Regions from separate parts of the Sus scrofa genome. Here region 2 is linked to region 1. A link is a contact called in public HiChIP or PLAC-seq data. All regions are on one chromosome and are shown on one strand. The core of a region is the stretch at or near the end of the contact, and the rest is flanking DNA. Distances in the headings are between cores, read along the strand shown. Region 1 holds the start of AQR (intron-binding protein aquarius). Region 2 holds the start of ARHGAP11A (rho GTPase-activating protein 11A).

What was found. HiChIP or PLAC-seq counts read pairs in DNA pulled down with a chosen protein or histone mark.
Region 2: an H3K27ac HiChIP or PLAC-seq map of skeletal muscle shows a contact between it and region 1, with 4 times the contacts expected there. The contact joins the promoter of ARHGAP11A here to the promoter of AQR in region 1. A contact is called at or near these places in 1 of 5 promoter capture datasets (fetal skeletal muscle) and 1 of 2 datasets of contacts at active chromatin or transcription factors (skeletal muscle).

Annotation. Positions count from the first base shown.
Region 1 is chr1:136,132,913-136,139,190 of Sscrofa11.1, reverse strand. It overlaps AQR (intron-binding protein aquarius), which reads right to left and starts at 3,337. Exons shown (of 35, transcript XM_021098271.1): 1 at 3,030-3,337; 2 at 400-456. The coding sequence starts at 3,104.
Region 2 is chr1:136,494,840-136,501,117 of Sscrofa11.1, reverse strand. It overlaps ARHGAP11A (rho GTPase-activating protein 11A), which reads right to left and starts at 3,682. Exons shown (of 12, transcript XM_021098302.1): 1 at 2,783-3,682. The coding sequence starts at 2,911. LOC110256993 (a long non-coding RNA gene) reads left to right here and starts at 3,742. Exons shown (of 2, transcript XR_002339106.1): 1 at 3,742-3,813; 2 at 3,947-4,743.

The DNA.
Region 1 (6,278 bases), core at 2,088-4,587:
CAGATTCTATCCTAAATGAACTGTCAAAAAACTGTAGGAAATTTTCTCTATATTTACAAAGATAGTAATTACATGGTCATCCATAATAATGATAAATCAAAAACAATCTAAGAATCTAATAAACAATCTAAGAAACAGGAAAATCCACACACATTTTTTAAAACACTTAAAGGAAATAGAGCAAATGATAATAAAGGTTTTCTCTGGCTAGGGATTTTTATTTTCTCCTATTCAGCTTCTGGAGTTCTCAAATTTTCTATTATGAGTAATTATTTTGATAATTAGAAAACGATTTTGAATTTGAAAAAATACTGAAAACTTTTGTTAAATTAGCTCTTGAAAAAGAGATAACAAGAGCATACCTATTCAAAAAGTATTCTGCAAACCAAAGATACTTACCTTTATATCAAAAGGTGATTTTTTCTTGATATGCGGAGCCCAGTATTTACAAGCTAACTGCAAAAGTAAATAGTATCAATAGTAAGTCACACATTCGTACCATTGCAGAGCTAAAAGACTAAGATCATTCAGTGACAAGTTGTTTCTTAACAAGGCACTACTGGTAGGGGGGTGGGGAGATAAGAGTAATTCATTCAATTAAGGGGACTATACAGGCTTGCAGACTAGTGAGCATCCTTGTCCCTGACCACCTGAATGCCAGTAATGCCCTGCATGGCACCTTGCCACTGCTATTTTAAAAAAACAAAACACACTTTTCTAACTATCCCTAGGGAAACAATAGAGTGAAGTTAACATTTACAGTCAAATATTTTCAGCAGAGATAAGGAAACCTAAATCCAGAAAGATTAAGTGAGCTATTCAAGACTACCATTAGTTAACAGGTAAGCCAGTGCTAAAAATCAGATTCAAAATCTTCAGGAATGTTGATTTGTGAAACAAAAGATATTTAAGCGATTACTACACATTCAGGCACACCTAAATAAATCCTAAAAAAAAAAAGTAGTTTCCCAGTGGATTATTACAGAGAATAAAATAGTTTGTCATATTTCAGCATCAGGTTTTAACCTGAAAACTGTGAATTTTAAATACATAGACATTGCAGGTTTGGTACCAGACCACCACAATAAAGTAACTATCTCAATAAAGCAAGCCACATGAATTTTTTGGTTTCCCAGTGCACATAACATATATATATACATTATACTGCAGTCTATTAAGTGTGCAATAACATTACATCTAAAAAAAAACCAATGTACACACTTAAATGAACACATGATTGGTAAAAAATGTTAATCATCATAAAAAAAGTGAGACCACAAAGTTCAGATATCTGATCGTCTTAAAAGTAAATTTTAATCTCATTCATTCAATAATAATTAAAAAGCACTTTCTCTGGTCAGGTGTGCCAGGTGTTCAGAAATAATGAAGGAAGGGAAGGAGGAGGGGCAGGGAAATGGTAGGCGCCCCACATACTTTATCCTCATCTCCTTTGATTCCACCACCTCTCACTTCTTAAGGTCACTATCCTGGCTTCTGTACATTTACACTGTAAGCTATGTGCACCTGCTAATCCCTGGACTGTTTCTCCGCTCTTCCCCAAACTGTCTCCTTTTTTGCATTCAGGTCTTAGCTTAAATATCACCTTAGAGAGGGCTTTCCTGACTGCTTTTCATACACCTCACCTAGTCTACCACAACGCCTTGTTTCATTTTCCTGACAACAATAATCACTGTCTGAAACTATACTGGTCATTGCCTGACTAACCCCTCTAAAAACGCAAGCTCCCTGAGGGGAGGGGAAACTAACACATGACTTTTATCAACAAATTTAAGTGTATGGGAAAAGGAAATTCTAATCCAGTTTAAGTTGTCTGGAAAAACCTCTTTAAATTAATATAGACGGATGACAAGGAATTGGAGTTTATAAAGACAGGTGGGGGGGGGGATGAGTATTCTAAGTAGTGGGAACAATGCTGAAGGGCCGGGAGATGAAAGACAGCAAGGCACAAATACTTCAGTTCAGTATGGCTAAAGCACAGTTAGAAAAGTAGAGAAAAAAGAGGAAACTCGATATAAGCACAGACCAGATCACAAGACACTTTGAAGGATTCTGGTCATTATCCTAACGGCAATTAGAACTATTAGAAGACTTTTAAAAGATAAGTGACATGATCAGATTTGCGCTTATGTAAAATCCCTCTGACAACAATGTGAAGAATGAGTTTGAGGAGAGCAAAAAGGAAAGACAAGAACACAGGTTAGGATGTCTAGGTCCAGGAAGAAAACAAGGGCAACCTGGCTTAGGGCACAGAGAAGCAGGCAGATTTAAGAGCTACTTAGAATGCAGAAATGTGGAAGTTAGAAAAAGAAGGACTCAAAATGACTCCTAGGCTTCTGCCTTGCCAAATCTGCTGAGAGAAAACACAGGTGAATAACAAGTTCTGCACTCTTATCCAACATCCAAAGCAACAAAAAAACAAGGATCAGGAACGTTGCTGAGAGCTACAGGGTCGGGTTTCCGTATTCAACCAAGGTTCACAATCCAACACAGTTAACGGGTGCTAAAGGAATCCTCTCCGACAACAGGATTGCTTTCTTCGCAGATGCATTTATTTGGAGAAAATGTTCTGTCAGATTCTTGTCACTCTGCTCAAAGACCTAAGTTACCCTAAAGCTAAGAATAAGCCTTTCCCTCCCTCAACCCTAGTTCAACATGACTTCCGCTACGAAATCTTGCCAGCCTCAGGTAGACCGGGGTAGAAGGGGTGTTCCTTCTGTGAACCCATCGCTCCTGTGACAAACTAATACAGCAAAGCTCTTAAAATAGCTTTCTTTTTATGTGTCTGTTCTCCTTGGTACGTGAACTCCTCAGGGTAAAGCCTCTTCCACCAAGGTGTCCCTACCACCCAGCACAGTGGCCGGGGCACAGTTGACAGTCTTTAATAAAAAGACTTGAGTGAATGACTTGAACGAATGCCTCCTGGATGCTCCCGTTCCCAAGGAAAATCTCATCCCCCTGGTCTTGAAGCCTCAACATCCTCATCCCCCACCAGATCCACCAGGGCTCACCTGCGTCACGAACTCCGCGTTTATCTGGGAAACCGTGGGGGCCACGATTTTCTTGGGCTGGGCAGGGGCCGTCATGGCAGCACTGTCCCTCCGCTCCAGTGGGGTAAAAAAAAGACCGCCCCGAGCAGCGGTGAACCCGACGCACTTCCCCTAAAAGGCGGCTGTGGCTGCTAACTCTGAGATGTAACAACCCGCAGACCAGACTATCCTCAAACCTTACAGTTCCACAAAGAATGCACACAGCAGGTCGTACAGACTTCGGGAAGCGGAACAGCACAGGGCCGGAAATGCGTGCAGGCGTTGGCTCTGAGCTAGAGAGGTAAGGGCTTTGACCTCCTCCGCTTCTGCCCTCTAACGGGAAGCTGAGAGAAAACACCCTGCGAGACAGAATTGATGTCTCAGCGACCAGATGGTAGGGTTGGCGGCAAAGCGGAGACGTGAAGTTCCTTTCCAGTCTAAAAAATAAAATAAAATAAATTTTAAAAAGCAGCAGAAGTTCCAGTCGCGGTGCGGCAGAAACGAATATGACTAGGAACCATGAGGTTGCAGGTTCAATCCCTGGCCTTGCTCAGTAGGGCTTAGGGATTCTGTGTTGCCTTGGGCCGTGGTGTGGGTCGCCCACGGGTCTTGGATCCTACGTTGCTGTGACTGTGGTGTAGGCCAGCAGCTGTAGCTTTGATTAGACCCCTAGCCTGGGAACCTCCATATGCTGCGGGAGCGACCCTAAAAAGCAAAAAAAAAAAATAATAAAAAATTTTTAAAAAATTTAAAATACATTAAAAAAAGCAGTAGTGAAGAAAAACAAACAGGGAATTTGAGGTTTGGTTTTAACTGTTTTTAGCAGAATCATGGAGACACAGATTGACATACAATGAACTGCACATATTTCTATTGTAAAATTTGATTTTTTTCATAGTCATACACCTGTGAAAACATCACCAAAGTCATAAGTATATTCAATGCCACTAAAAGTTTCCTTGTTCCCTTTTGCAATCCATCCCTATCCCACTTCTACCCTCATTCTCATGCAATCATTGATCTGTTTTCTTTCGCTATATATGTACAGCCTAGTATACTTTTACAGAATTTTATAAAAATGAAATAATACATACAGTATGAACACTTTTTCTTTCATTTTGCACTCAACATAATGATTTTGAGATCCATTCATGTTGATGCACGTACTTGTAGTTCATTCCTTTTTTGCTGAGTAGTATTCCATCTTATGGCCATACCCAAGTTTGTTCATCTACTCATCTATAGATGAACATTTGAATTGTTTCAGTTTTTGACTATTATAAATAATGCTGCTATGAGCTTTCATGTATATGTGTCTTAATGCAGATATGTAATCCCCCTTTTTTTCTTTTTACAGCTGCACCTGTGGCGTATGGAAGTTCCGAATCAGAGCTGCAGCTGCCAGTCTATGCCACGGCCACAGCAACACGAGATCTGAGCCACATCTGTGACCTATGCTGCAGCTTGTGGCAATGATGGATCCTTAACCCACTGAGCGAGGCCAGGGATAGAACCTCCATCCTCACAGACACTATGTTGGGTTCTTTACCCACTGAGCCCTAGTAGGAACTTGCTCTCTTTCTCTTAAGTAAAAACCTAGGAGTGGAATATCTGGGTTATATGGTCTATAAAACAAGAGGTTAAAATAAGATTTTCCGAATAGTTTTATGTCAAATCTTGACTAGTATATAAATTTTTGACAAGCAAAACCAAGGACAATATTTCTAATATAGTCAGCACAGAGAAAGCCATGAAAGCAGGTCATGTTGGGAGAATGTTGGGAGTTAGTTATAAAGCTTAACATGTCAAAACCTTACAAGCTAGGGAAAGGAGACTGTTTATTGTAGAAGGCAATGGGAAACCACTGATTGGAAGTCTACTTTTGGGAGATGACTTTTCAGTAGTTTATTAGATGGATTGGAGTAGGTAACACAGGGATGGGAAGGCCACTTGGAGGACTATTGCAAATCTAAGGCAAAAGCAATGCCTAAATTTGGGATCTGGCAGTAAAATCGAAGAGGAAGGAATAGACATGGAGGACACTGAAAAAGTAAAGAGAAATTCATCCTAAGTAAATAAAAGGATAGTGGGACTCTGCAACAATAGAGCAGACAGGAGATGGAGTAGGTTTTAAAAGAGGATTCCATTAGATAGACAGCCTGAAGTGGCAGGAGAAGAAGTTCCAGGTGGTGATGAGCAATTTATTTGCCTTTTTAAGAAAATATATATCTGTAGCATATGAAAGTTCCTGGGCTAAGGGTTGTACTGGAGCCACAACTGCTGGCCTGTGCCATAGCTTCAGCAACCCCAAATCTGAGCCTCACCTGTTACCTACACTGCGATTGTGGCAATGCCAGATCCTTAACCCACTGAGTGAGGGCAGGGATCAAACCCACATGCTCACAGAGACAATTTTGTGTCCTTAACCCACTGAGCTATAACAGGAACTTCTGCCAATTTATATATTTAAATTTATAACTTATGATTTTGTGGCCAAGAGGATATTAAGCTAATAAGCTCCAGCTCATATGTAGCTTTCTAGTGATCTATGTGAAAATTCTGATTTGTAATGCCAAGTAGGTTTATGACAAAATGCAATCTCATAATCTTTTCCTCTAACTCTCCCTCTCTTATTCCCTCTCTCTCTTTTCATATCACTTCTCTTAGCCAAGTTTTTGAATGATGGTATTAGACCTTCTAAAGTTATAATGTATTCATTTTATAATTTTCCTTTTCTTTCAAAAGCTTTCTATAATACTTTGTAAATAAGGAAGGAAGAAAACAAACCAGGCAATTAAGAAGGACTTTCAAAAGCTAAGATTGTCAATAGTGTCAAGTGTTTCAAAGAAATCTAAAAGGAATGGAACTTCAACAAGTCCATGGGTTTGGCAATTAGGAGACCACTGGTGACCATTATAGTTGGGATTTTTTTGTTATTATATGAAGAAGAAAAATTTAACTCAAATTTATTTTAAAGTAAAGGAAATCTATAGGTATAAAAAATTAAGACTAGAAATAAATTAGGCTTCAGACAGTTTGATCAGGCTTCTAGTTCCGTTCTTTTGGCACTGCTCCACCTACCCCTCTCACCCTGCCCTGCTCTGTGTTCTGACTTCATCACTAAACAGTCATTCTTCAAGGTACCAAAATGTAGAAAGCTTCTCCACACTCCTCCTTCCTCCATCTCTGAAATAAGGCTTCAATCTGATCAGATCAACTTAGGTCAGTACT
Region 2 (6,278 bases), core at 2,433-4,932, 360 kb before region 1:
TTCTATTTACAATAAGAAATCATTCAGTATTCTTAATGATTTGACAAAATCTCACTAGTCCTCTTCCAAGTATCTGGCTCAATTTAACTGACAAATATAGAAAAGACTGTGGTGCTTTTAGACCAGGCTACTAAGAGAAAGGACTGCTAGGTTTTAAATCTTAGCTCTCCCACCACTTATCAGCTGAGTGAATCAACTGCCCCAGTATCCTTACATAAGAACTAAGTCATGGAGTTGTAGAGAGAATTTAATGAATTAAGTGATGGAAAACATGGTGGGGGTGTAAATTATGAGTTTGGGATTAACATATTCAAACTACTACATACAAAATAGATAACCAACAAGGACATATTGTACAGCACAGGGAACTATACTCAATATCTTGTTTTAACCTAAATGGAAAAGAATCTAAAAAAGAAATAATATATATTTAATAACTGAATCCACTTTGCCGTACACCTGAAAGTAACACAACTTTGTAAATCAACTATAGTCCAATAAAATTTTTTTTTAAAAAATCTAAAACACTGGTGTCTGACAGAACAAGCATCCGAACGAGTATCTGCTGCTGTTACAATTATCATTTCAAGGAGAGCTATTTTTAAAAAGTTAGCATGGACAGCCCCTTATTTGGGCACATCAGAATTTACTTGATACTGTCCGACCAAACAAAATGTAAAAGTAAGTCAGATGCTGAGCTGATTAAAGTTTACAAATGTCATACATAACTAGCATTCAGAGGGCTTTTTTTAAGTCTCATTACTAACAGGTGCTATAATTTAATCTTATAAAACTAATAACATGCTTTTAAAATTTTATGTATTAGAACATCACTACAATATCATCTTTAAAAGACTTCTAACACTTTTCTTAAAGAGCTTAAAATTATCATTAGATCATTAGATAACAAACACCAAAGAGCTAAAGAAATCTAGTCTTCAAGTAACAGATCTCATTCCTGAAACACAATGATCTTCTGTATTTCTTTATTAGAATATTTTTATTGGAGTTCCCGTTGTGGCTCAACGGTTAACAAACCCAACTAGTATCCATGAGGACTTGGTTAAATCCCTGGCCTGGCTCAGTGGGTTAAGCATCCGATGTTGCTGTAGCTGTGGTGTAGGCCAGTGGCTACAGCTCAAATTGGACCCCAGCCTGAGAACCTCCATATGCTGCAGGTGCCGCCCCCCCAAAAAAGAATATTTTTATTAGGGTTTCTGAATTAGGATGTAGACCACTGATTATCATAACAACTATCTTAGTTGAATAAGTGACATGTGACAGGCATTGTACTAGTCCTACCTGTAGATCTTACCATTCTTTAAATCCCCTAAACAACCCAAGAAAAGTCACCATAATTCCCATTTTATAGAACAGGAAACTGAAGCTTAGGACAAGCAGCCTAAGCTGCTTAAACAAGACCACACTTTGAAAAGAGACAGCAGAATTCAAACTCAGATCTGACTTCAAAGGCCAAGTGTCAGCTTTCTTTGAGTGTTAAGAAAATCTCAATACAAATTATTTCATGTACTTATAAAACCTATTATACTTGAGATCATGGAAAGCCAGTTTTACAATCAGAAGAAATCACTTAGTTTTTAAAAAAACAAATATAAACAAATATGTTGCCATTAAGTTGCAAACCACAAAAACAACTTCTCCAGAATGTATAAGCTATTAAGAGGTATTTAAGCTTTTTGATAAATTTTCTGTTCCAATAACTTATTTTCTTTCAGAAACTATAGACTATTAAGACTAGAAATGCAAATTAATTTTAGTTGTAATCACTAAGTATTTAGAAAGCACAACACATGGAGTTCCCGTCATGGCTCAGTGGAAACAAATCTGACTAGTATCCATGAGGACTCAGGTTTGATCCCTGGCCTCCCTCAGTGGGTTAAGGATATGGCATTGTTGTGAGCTGTGGTGTAGGTCAGACACAGCTCAGATCTGGCGTTGCTGTGGGTGTGGTGTAAGCCAGCTGCTACAGCTCTGATTCGACCCCTAGACTGGGAACCTCCATATACAGTGGATGCAGCCCTAAAATGACAAAAAGAAAAAGGAAAGAAAGCACCATATAATTAGACAAATAAATCTGAAATAAAAGATTTATATTCAACATATTTTTCACATATTTTTAAAATCTCATTCAAAATCCCCTTACCTTGACCACCCCAAAATCAACAGCTTTTGAATCATTCCAGTATGGTTTCTCAATTTACTCATTATAAAAAAAAAAAAAAAAAAAAAAAAAAGCTTTATGATACAGCCAAGAAGCAGGCATGTTTTTTTTTCCAAATTGGTGAATATAAAGTTATTATCTGAAGCCTATTTCAATGCAGTCACAGCCCCTCATCTATTAATTCATTTAGAAAATGTACTGGCACCCCTTGTCTCCAAATCTTATTCTAAAACAGTGATGATGGGGGTAGTGTTTTTCTCCCTTCAAATGTATAACTTGTTCAAAAAACAATAAATTGGCAATATTTGTAGACATTTTAAATTGTCACAACTGGGACATGCTACTGGTATCTAGTAGGTAGAAGCCAAAGATGCTGCAAAACATCCTAGGATACAGGACAGCTAATCCCAACACCCCTCAATGAATTACCTACTTCAAAATGTTAAAGTTGATGAGGTTGACACATTTAAACACATTCTTTTTTAGATCCATGAAGCATGAACTGGTATGACCTAGTAATAAATGATGGTACATAATGTGCCTTTTTTAAAAAACCTAAACCTCTTTCCCCATGTACTATCATTTCCATGGCTTACTTACCACTTTTTCCGTGGATGCTGCTTCCTGCCTCCTCCGATCGCACTGTCCACGGCCACCCTTGACTTTAATACCATAGACAGCCCGAAGCTGCTGTACCACCGCCAACCGCACCAGCTTCTGATCCCACATCCCGAACACGTCGCCCACTCTCCGAGGCGGGATGTCAGGCCTGACCCTCGCTCGCCACCAAGTCTTCCAATTTCCAAACCCTCTCAGTTTTGCTCTCAGCTCCGCTGCCTCCCGGCCACGTCTGGCACTCTTCCGGTCCCGGACCCCAGCCACTTCCACGGCTTCTTCCTTGATCCTTTACACACTTCCACCGACGGTCTTCTCCCAGCCCTTTGACCTAGCCACACCTCACCTTTCCCTCACTTACACCGGCCTTCTTTCTTGTCACTCGACCCTTTCAGCTACTTACAGAGACCTCGCTCCTTTCTCCCTAATCCTTTCGGCTCCTAGTACCACGCCTGTTACCAGCTTCTCACTACTTCCGGCTACTTTCCTCCAAGCCTTCCTTTGCCCTTTTCTATCTCTGAGCTGTAAAAACGACCCTTCTTGCCCCTTCTACCCCAGCAGGCTCGGCTGGGCGTCCGTCCCTTTGGCCCCGCTCCCCCCAACCCTAGCCCAGCCGCCGGACCAGCCGGCTTGGGGGCCTCCTCCAGTCCCGGTCCCCGCCCGGGCTGGTCGCCGCCGTCACCCCGTTTCACAGGCTGCTCCTTCCCTCCATCAGCCTTCCTGCGACCCGCGACCAGCACATCATTGCGCCCTCACTGAAGTCAAGCGTCTCTTCTCATGCCTCCGCTCCCACCGCCTCTTTAGATACCCGCAGCCTCTGCGGGCCCGTACTCCCTCAGTTCCAAGCCAGGCTCGAAAGGCAGCGCCAAACAGCGCTCCGCACTCTGATTGGTCCGCTCCTCTTTTCAAAATCAGGACCCCGGAGGGTGGCCAGAAGATGCCTGTCTAACGAGGTGAGGGAGAAGAGGAGACCACAAAGGGGGTGGCGGGCAAAACTAAGAAACACAAAGAGAAACGTAAGTTCCACTTACTCCTTCTTAGCCATATTTTTGGAGGAAAATACTGTTTGTTGTGTATTTTAAAACACCTGGCACTTTGAGACAATATATTTGGGAAATGTAATAGACACCTTATTCTCATTTTTTTCAGAACTTGGCCGAGGCCCGAGGCCCTTTTACGAAGAAACCGGTTCTACGGAACCGGAGCGGAGACAATTTGGGTCAGGATGCACAAACGCTATTTTAGTAACTCTAAAACAGGGCGTTTGGTGGGGACTTCGGCTATAGGAACTGGTCCCATACTTGGGAGACTGATGGTGACGGCCAAAAGTTAGCACTTAGGTAGTTAAATACAACAGAAAAGACATGTCGTGAGAAAGTAGAATGCGGGAGAAGTCCGAACTCCGCGGAAGGCGGCAGCTGCGCAAGCTTCTTTCTTTGGGATTTGCACTTGGCTGACCCAGGAGAAGTGCGGCTCTGGGGCCACACACTGCAGAGCCTGGTTTGTCTTGTTAACTTGTTGCTAGATAAGACTTCACCAACCCAGCCGTAGTCCCCGGGCCTTTTCCACTCTCAAACACCAGCAATCCCATCAGGGTGTTTTGTTTTCTGGGATGTAGTTCATTTAAGGCTGGGCACTCAAATACTGCAGACAATATAGCATACATTTACTATCACCCTGCCTCACCCCCATGCAAGCTTGGTAGGAATAGCAACATTGTATACCTCGGAGAACTACACTCATTATTTTGTAATAACCTATGAGGGATAAGAATCAGAAAAAGAATACATATATACACATATATAACCATATATAGCTCTCTGTCTCTCTCTCTATGTATCAACTGAATCACTGTGCTATACACCTGAAACTAAATGATGACACTGTAAATCAACTGTACTTCAACTAAAAAAATAATTTAAAAATAAAACAAAGTAGCAACAGAACTTTGTCTGCCTTCTCTGTTTGTGTGCCAGAGGCCAACTGATATTTGCTGAATGAAGGGATTTAAGTGGGGAACAGTTTCCTTAGATCATTTTGCTCCTTTTGGAGCTCAGGTCCTTAGGTGTTCTACCCTCCGCAGTCTAAAGATTCTCCTGAAGAAGTGAGAACAAAATGGAAGTTAAGCATTTTGCTTTATTTTAACAATTGTTTATTGTGCCCCTCCTATGTAGTATGGTAGAGGATAATGAGCAAAAGCCAAATATTAACCAAGGAGTTATATTAATGGGGGCATAATTATTAACAGCAAGAAGTGCACTAAGGAAAAGAATATTATTCTATGATAAGAGTATGATGGAAGAGCCTTGATCAGGGAGGGGCATTATATCAATTAACTTATCTGAAGAATCAGGAGAAATTAACTAGTAAAAAGTAAAGGTGGGATGGTGGAGTGGGACCAGCATTCAAGAGACAAAGGCACTGCAGAAAAAAACAATTTTAGCAGGAACCAGTGCATCAGAGGCTATATTGAACCTATGTCTCCTCTCTTCCTGCTTCAGACATAACTATAAGAAATTACTTATGTTGTCTTGAAGTTCCCTTCATGGCTCGGTGGTTAACAAACTCAACTAGCATCCATGAGGATGAGTGTTCAATCCCTGGCCTCACACAGTGGGTTAAGGATCCGTCATTGCTGTGAGCTGTGGTGTAGGTCACAGACATGGCTTGGGTCCCATGTTGCTCTGGCTGTGGTGTAGGCCAGCAGCTGTAGCTCTAATTAGACCCCTAGCCTGGGAACTTCCATATGCTGTGAGTGCGGCCCTGAAGAGCTAAATAAATAAATAAATTAATTAATTAAATTACTTGTATTGTCTTTACCCTCCTACTTTCCCCAAACTTCACATTATTATGGGTTTTAGGACCCACTTTGTCTCCTGAATATTAATTCTTCTGTCTTAATGCTTTTTAATTTTTTTAATCAAAAAAAAATTTTTGGCTGTGCTTGTGGCTTGCAGAAGTTCCTAGACCAGGCATCAAACTCACACCACAGCAGTGACAACACCAGATCCCTAACCTGCTGAGCCCCAAGGGAATTCTTCTTAATGTTTTTTTAAAGCTGAGCTCTTTGATTTTGTGTTTTATCTCCTTTCTCTTAAGATGACAATATTAGTTTTTAATAATACTATCATAGTTACTTATTTGCTTTATCCATATATAATTATATACACATATAAATATGTATACATATATACATATATATATAAAACAGAATGACAATATTGCTAACATAAGATGGCTGAATGAAATTTATATTTGTGTGGCTTATTTTCCTCCTTCATATTATATCGCATTGGAAATGTACAGACAACATACTCTGTTTTAAATGAACTGGACATACATCTTTTTGCTCATTGTGGATGTACCTGTAGTTTATTCAACCAGACCCCTATTGACGGATACATGGGCTATCTCCAGACTTTTGCTATTACAAAAAGGTCTTTGTGCACATATAATAGACTTTTGCTAATAGATATTTAGC